Regions from separate parts of the Mus musculus genome. Here region 1 is linked to region 2. A link is a contact called in public HiChIP or PLAC-seq data. All regions are on one chromosome and are shown on one strand. Each heading gives the region's core, a stretch centred on a gene start, on an enhancer-like site or on the middle of the called end of the contact. The rest is flanking DNA. Distances are from core to core; before and after follow the strand shown. Region 1 overlaps Rptor (regulatory associated protein of MTOR, complex 1). Region 2 holds the start of Rptor (regulatory associated protein of MTOR, complex 1).

Region 1 (2,700 bases), core at 140-2,639, 59 kb after region 2:
GTAGAACTCTCAGCTCCTCCTGCACTGTGCCTGCCTGGATGCTGCCATGTTCCCACCTTGATGATAATGGACTGAATCTCTGAACCTGTAAGCCAGCCCCAATTAAAGTCCTTATAAGACTTGCCTTGGTCATGGTGTCTGTTCACACAGTAAAACCCTCACTAAGACAGAAATTGGAACCAGCATAGTAGGGTATTTCTGTGACAACCTGACCATGTTTTGAGGAGGACTTTGGAGCTTTGGGTTAGAAGATCCATTTGGTGTTAAGAGCTCTGCGGGATGTTCTGTAGGAGCTTGGAAGATAATGTTGAAAACACTGCCAACAATAGAGGCCTGGCTTGTGAAATTTCAGAGGGAAAATTAAAGACTCTTTTCAGGGCCATTGCTGTTTTGATTGTGAAGATTCTGTGGTTTTGGTTAGCTGGGGCTGAGGAATCAGCTGTGATTAACAAGATACCAGAACTACTAAAGCAAAACCTTTGCATTACTGGGACTATTGGTGCTGGTTAGCTGGAGCTAAGAAATTAGCGGTGATTAAGATCACTGAGGTAAAATCTTCTGGGAAGTGTTTTCTGAGAGCACAAAAAAGTTATGTTCCAGAGGTAGCCAAGGTTGTACCTCATGATACAGCTTGACTCGGTAATGTGTAAGAGTCACCCAGGTGGTACTGGTTTTGAAGGCACAAAGGGGTCATGAAGAGCAGCTGATGCTTGCCACTGTGAGAGGCCAGGAGAGGTCATTGGTGAAGGTGCAGCCTCAGTTGCAGTTGATGGCCCAGGACTGAAGGGGCCATGCAAAGGATTTGGGACTTAGCACCATGAAGAGAGCCTATGAGAGGCTATTGGTGAAGCCTAGTTGTAGAAGACAGCAGTGGTTTGGAGATGCTAGTACCATGAGATGACCATCAAGAACAGCAGCAGCAGTGGGGCACAGGCAGCCGGAGCCTAGAAGACAAGGTGTGTGCCACAAAAGGCAGAGCTGGAGGAGTGACCCAGGCTCTTGGAGAAGCCTAGAAGGTCGTGAGTGGATCCCAGACATTGAACAGTTGGAGTTTGATTTTGCTTTTGATTGTGACTGTTCCCTGATATTTTTCCCTCTTGAAGTAAGAAAAATATTTTAGTGGAGCCCATAGTTAAGAGATGTCGAACTGTAGAAAGACTTTGAATTTCAAAAGTGATTGGGTATTTTGAGGGGATTGAAAATTTAATATGTAAGAATTTGCAAAGACTGTGGGACTTTTAAAATTATTTAGATCTTGGGATGAATAAGAAAGTAAGGGTTGAGGCTTAATAGTGATGTGTTTGTGTGTCAACTTGACACAGCTGGAGCTATCCCAGAGAAAGGCCAGAGATCCAGCTGGAAGGCATTTTCTCAATTAGTGATCAAGCAGGGAGGGCCCAGCCCATTGTGGGTGGAGCCATCCCTGGGCTGGTGGTTTTATAAGAAAGCAAGCTGAGGCGGGCTGGCGAGATGACTCAGCAGGTAAGAGCACTGACTCGGTTCAAATCCCAGCAACCACATGGTGGCTCACAACCATCTGTAATGGGATCTGGTACTCTCTTCTTGAGTCTGAAGACAGCAACAGTCTTTTTTTTTTTTTTTTTTTTTTTTCGAGACAGGGTTTCTCTGTGTAGCTCTGGCTGTCCTGGCACTTACTTTGTAGACCAGGCTGGCCTCAAACTCAGAAATCCACCTGCCTCTGCCTCCCAAGTGCTGGGATTAAAGGCGTGCGCCACCACTGCCCAGCACAACAGTCTTTAAAAAAAAGAAAGTAAAGCAAGCTGAGCAAGTCAGGGGAAACAAGCGTCAGCTCCTGCTTCCTGCCCTGCTTGAGTTCCAGTCCTGACTTCCTTTGGTGATGAACAGCAACGTGGAAGTGTCAGCTGAATAAACCCTTTCCTCCCCAACTTGCTTCTTGGTCATGATGTTTGTGCAGGAATACAAACCCTGTCTAGGACAGCTAGTGAGGCGATGGGAGGTGGAGGGCTGCTTGCAGTATCCGAGCAAGTCGCCCGTAGGACTAGTTGCCATCCTGTGACTGTCATGCATGTGACCATGTAGTAGGCTACAGACTAGTGTTACATGCCAGGTCTTAGCAGTCAGAGAACCAAGATTTCATTAAGACCCCGGCTTCGTTCCCCCAGGCTCACTCTGCCTGCTGGGATGCTTTGAGTCTCTGTCTTCCTGAGAGGAGCTGATAGTGCCACCTTCCTTATGACTCAGGGGCACTGACTGGGACCCTGGGATCAGCTCCATGCAGAGACCTGGACAGGGGCTTTTTTTGTCATGTCTCAACACCCTAAAACTTCTACTTTGTTATGCTATAATTAATACTAGGTAATTAGTAAACAACGGAAATTTACAGTTCCTAGTTCTGTAGATTGTAAAACTCAAGGTCCACATGTAGCAGATGGTGTGTCTCGTTTCTGCTTCCAGGCTGTTGCCTTGAACATCCTCACCTGGTAGGACAGGGCAAAGGGGCTAGCTAGTTGTTTCCAGCTCCAACTCCCCCACCCTTTAATTAATACCCCTCCCCCCCATTTCTTGGTGTAGTTCTGTCTGTCCTGGAACTTGCTCTGTAGACCAGGCTGGTCTTGAACTCAGAGAGATCTGCCTGCTCTGCCTCCTTAGTGCCACCACCACCTAACTTGCAGCCCTTTTAATAAAGTCTCTCTTCCCCGTTTTAGGCACCTGCTACTT
Region 2 (2,700 bases), core at 94-2,593:
TCCCCTCCCCATGCCCTGAATAAACTCTACTCTATACATGTGGCTGGTCTCTCAGGGGGAAGGAATGCCTCAGCATGGGTCTACGGAGGAACCCCCTTTCCCCATTCCTCCCCCTCCCCCCATAGAACATATTTTTTCTGTCTTTATCTTTTTATAAACATACCAGGATCAGTCAGAGCTCACTCTCAGTGGTGGCTTGCAATGCCTTCACATCTTGTTTGTTTGTTTTTCAAGGCAGGATTTCTCTCTGTAGCTCTGGTTGTTCTGGAACTACTAGCTCTGTAGACCAGGCTGACCTCCAACTAACAGAGATCCTCCTGCCTCTGCCTCCAGAGTGCTGGGATTAAATACCAGGCCCAGCTTTCAACCCTTCTCTTAAAGTGGATTTTTTTTTTTTTTTAAAGAAAGGGTCTTATTTTGTAGCTTAGGCTGGCCTGGGCATCTTTACAAGCTAAATTTTTATCCTTTTAGTAATATTCTTTAATATTATCCAAACTTTATGGTTCAGGAACCTAAGACTGAGAAAATGCAGCTTGAAATTAGTAACATTGACTAACAGAGGCTCCCCTAACACCAAAGCTGAAGGTGGGCTCAGTTGTTGACTGAACTCTAGCTAAAGGTTAAGAGTGTTTCACTAACCGGGGCGGTGGTGGCCAGCCTGGTCTACAAAGTGAGTTCCAGGACAGTCAGGGCTATACAGAGAAACCCTGACTTGAAAAACCAAAAAAAAAAAAAAAAAAAAAAAAAACAAAAAAAAACCAAAAAACAAAAAAACAAAAAACCAAAAACCAAAAAAAACCAAAAAGTGTCTCACTCGCACCCTGGTTACGAAAGGCTGGCACCTCGTTACATTTACTTTATATTTCCATTGCACCAAAGCAGTTCTCAGAGTGTGTCAATATCTGAGATTTACTGAACTGAACCAGAGAAGTCAACAGCAGGGAGGCTTGCTTCTGTGGGCAGCTTTAGACGTTTGCACATGAAACTGTAGCAAAATAAGAATATACTGTTCAGGAAATAAAGTATATCAGACAAAAAATTCGTAATCGATGAAATCGGTCTCTTTTAAAAGTGGAAATATCAAAAGAAAGTCCCGATAGTCTTATGTGTCTAATATCAATGGTCTTTTCTGAGGCTTTTTAAAAATACCACCTTTTAAAATCATGACGAAACCAAGTGGTTTCTTTCTTTAATATCAAGGCACGAAGCTTTGTTTGTAGTAGCAAAAAGCTTTTAAAAATAACTGAACGGACATAGTTTCAATCGCAAATGGTCTATTTTACTAGTGGAGATCAACTAAGGAGAAAAGACGTGGTAACCTCGGTAACGGCGTGGGGGAAGGGAGGACGGAACACCGAGCTCTACGCCCTAGCAGGGGTAGAGCGGTGAGAACGCTCGAAGAGGTTTGGCTTATTGGACGCGCCGTAGATAGCGGTGCATGCTGGGCCTTGGCAATATGGCGTCCTCCTTGATGTGCTGATGAGAGGAGTTTTCACTGTGGCTCCAGAGCAGAGGGCAAAACTCCCCTGACCTAATAAGCCCAGTGTCCCTGTGCTGTCCGCGGGCCCGTGTCGCGTGTGTATCGGGACTCGTTCCTGGGTAGGAGAGAGCCACGAAGCAGAAGGCCAGCACGGGCCTGGCCGCGCGGCCCGGTGGCTGAGGAGCCCGGCTGCGGACGGGCACGATGGGCCGGTCCTGGCTCAGGTTGCAGCCCCTCAGGCGAGTGCGGGACCCGCAGGGCTGAGAGCCGCTGGGCGAGCCCCGAAGCCCCCCGATCCCGATCCCTTGAGGCCTCAGCCGGGCCAGCACAGTCGGAGAAGCCGCCCTGCGAGCGGGCCGGCCTGCCCGCCGGGAGCCACTGAGGCGTTGGAGGCCGAGAGCCGGGTCATCGCCGGGCCTGAAGTCTCTCCCGCCTCCGCCAGTCCCGCTTGCCGCCCTCCTGACGGCCTGCAGAGCTGCGGGGGCCGGCGACCGGGCGCGCGTGTCGCCGCTCGTCCGGGTCCTGCGGGCTTGGGTACCCACGGGCTCGCCACCCACCCCGCCCCCTCCAACTTCGCGCTCAGAGTTCGAGATAAAGATCTCCGAGGTTTAGCCTCAATAAGGATCTTCGAACGCTCTGCCGCCGTCTCTATTCCCAGCTTCCCGTTTTCCCGTATTTTATTTTACCAGTTCTGGTCCACACTAGTTTTTAAGGCTGGAGGTTCTCGAGCGCCTGCTGCCAAGGACTCCCCCTCCCCCTCCTCCCCTGATGGAGTCGGAGATGCTGCAGTCGCCTCTTATGGGACTCGGGGAGGAAGATGAGGCGGACCTTACAGATTGGAACTTGCCTTTGGCTTTTATGAAGAAAAGACATTGTGAGAAAATCGAAGGCTCCAAATCTTTAGCGCAGAGCTGGAGAATGAAGGATCGGGTGAGTGGCTTCTCATGGCACCTTTTTGAGTTCGTAGTTTTCCAACTAAGAAAGTTCTGAGCAAGGACAGCCTTTTTAGAAGGATGCGGGTATTTCGAAGACACATGTTGCACTAAAATCCAAAAAGCTATTCCAGACTCGGGTTTTGGCTAGTCTCTTCTCACCGAGTAGCGTTAAAAACGAGTTTTAATTCAGAGGGGGGAAAAACACCAAATTAGGAACTATAGTTTCACAGATACTTATATGCCCTTTACTACACTTAGTAGCACTTAGAGAAAAGACAACTTGGG

The links. HiChIP or PLAC-seq counts read pairs in DNA pulled down with a chosen protein or histone mark.
Region 1: an H3K27ac HiChIP or PLAC-seq map of embryonic stem cells shows a contact between it and region 2, with 8 read pairs. The contact joins the enhancer-like site here to the promoter of Rptor in region 2. A contact is called at or near these places in 1 of 15 datasets of contacts at CTCF or cohesin (CD8 T cells), 2 of 484 Hi-C or Micro-C datasets (the G1E-ER4 cell line and embryonic stem cells), 7 of 115 datasets of contacts at active chromatin or transcription factors (the SCID.adh cell line, bone marrow-derived macrophages, cardiomyocytes and 2 more) and 3 of 9 other capture datasets (adipose tissue, liver and pancreatic islet).

Annotation. Positions count from the first base shown.
Region 1 is chr11:119,660,197-119,662,896 of GRCm38.p6, forward strand. All of the region lies in intron 2 of Rptor (regulatory associated protein of MTOR, complex 1), which reads left to right. Among named protein-coding and RNA genes, the nearest start is that of Rptor, 59 kb to the left of the region's middle. Within about 2 kb of position 1,390, at least 38 of the 459 cell types and tissues checked have an H3K27ac peak or open chromatin away from gene starts, as enhancers often do. A contact at or near this core is called in the G1E-ER4 cell line, embryonic stem cells, liver and 1 more, where this site is marked.
Region 2 is chr11:119,601,562-119,604,261 of GRCm38.p6, forward strand. It overlaps Rptor (regulatory associated protein of MTOR, complex 1), which reads left to right and starts at 1,344. Exons shown (of 34, transcript NM_028898.3): 1 at 1,344-2,410. The coding sequence starts at 2,249.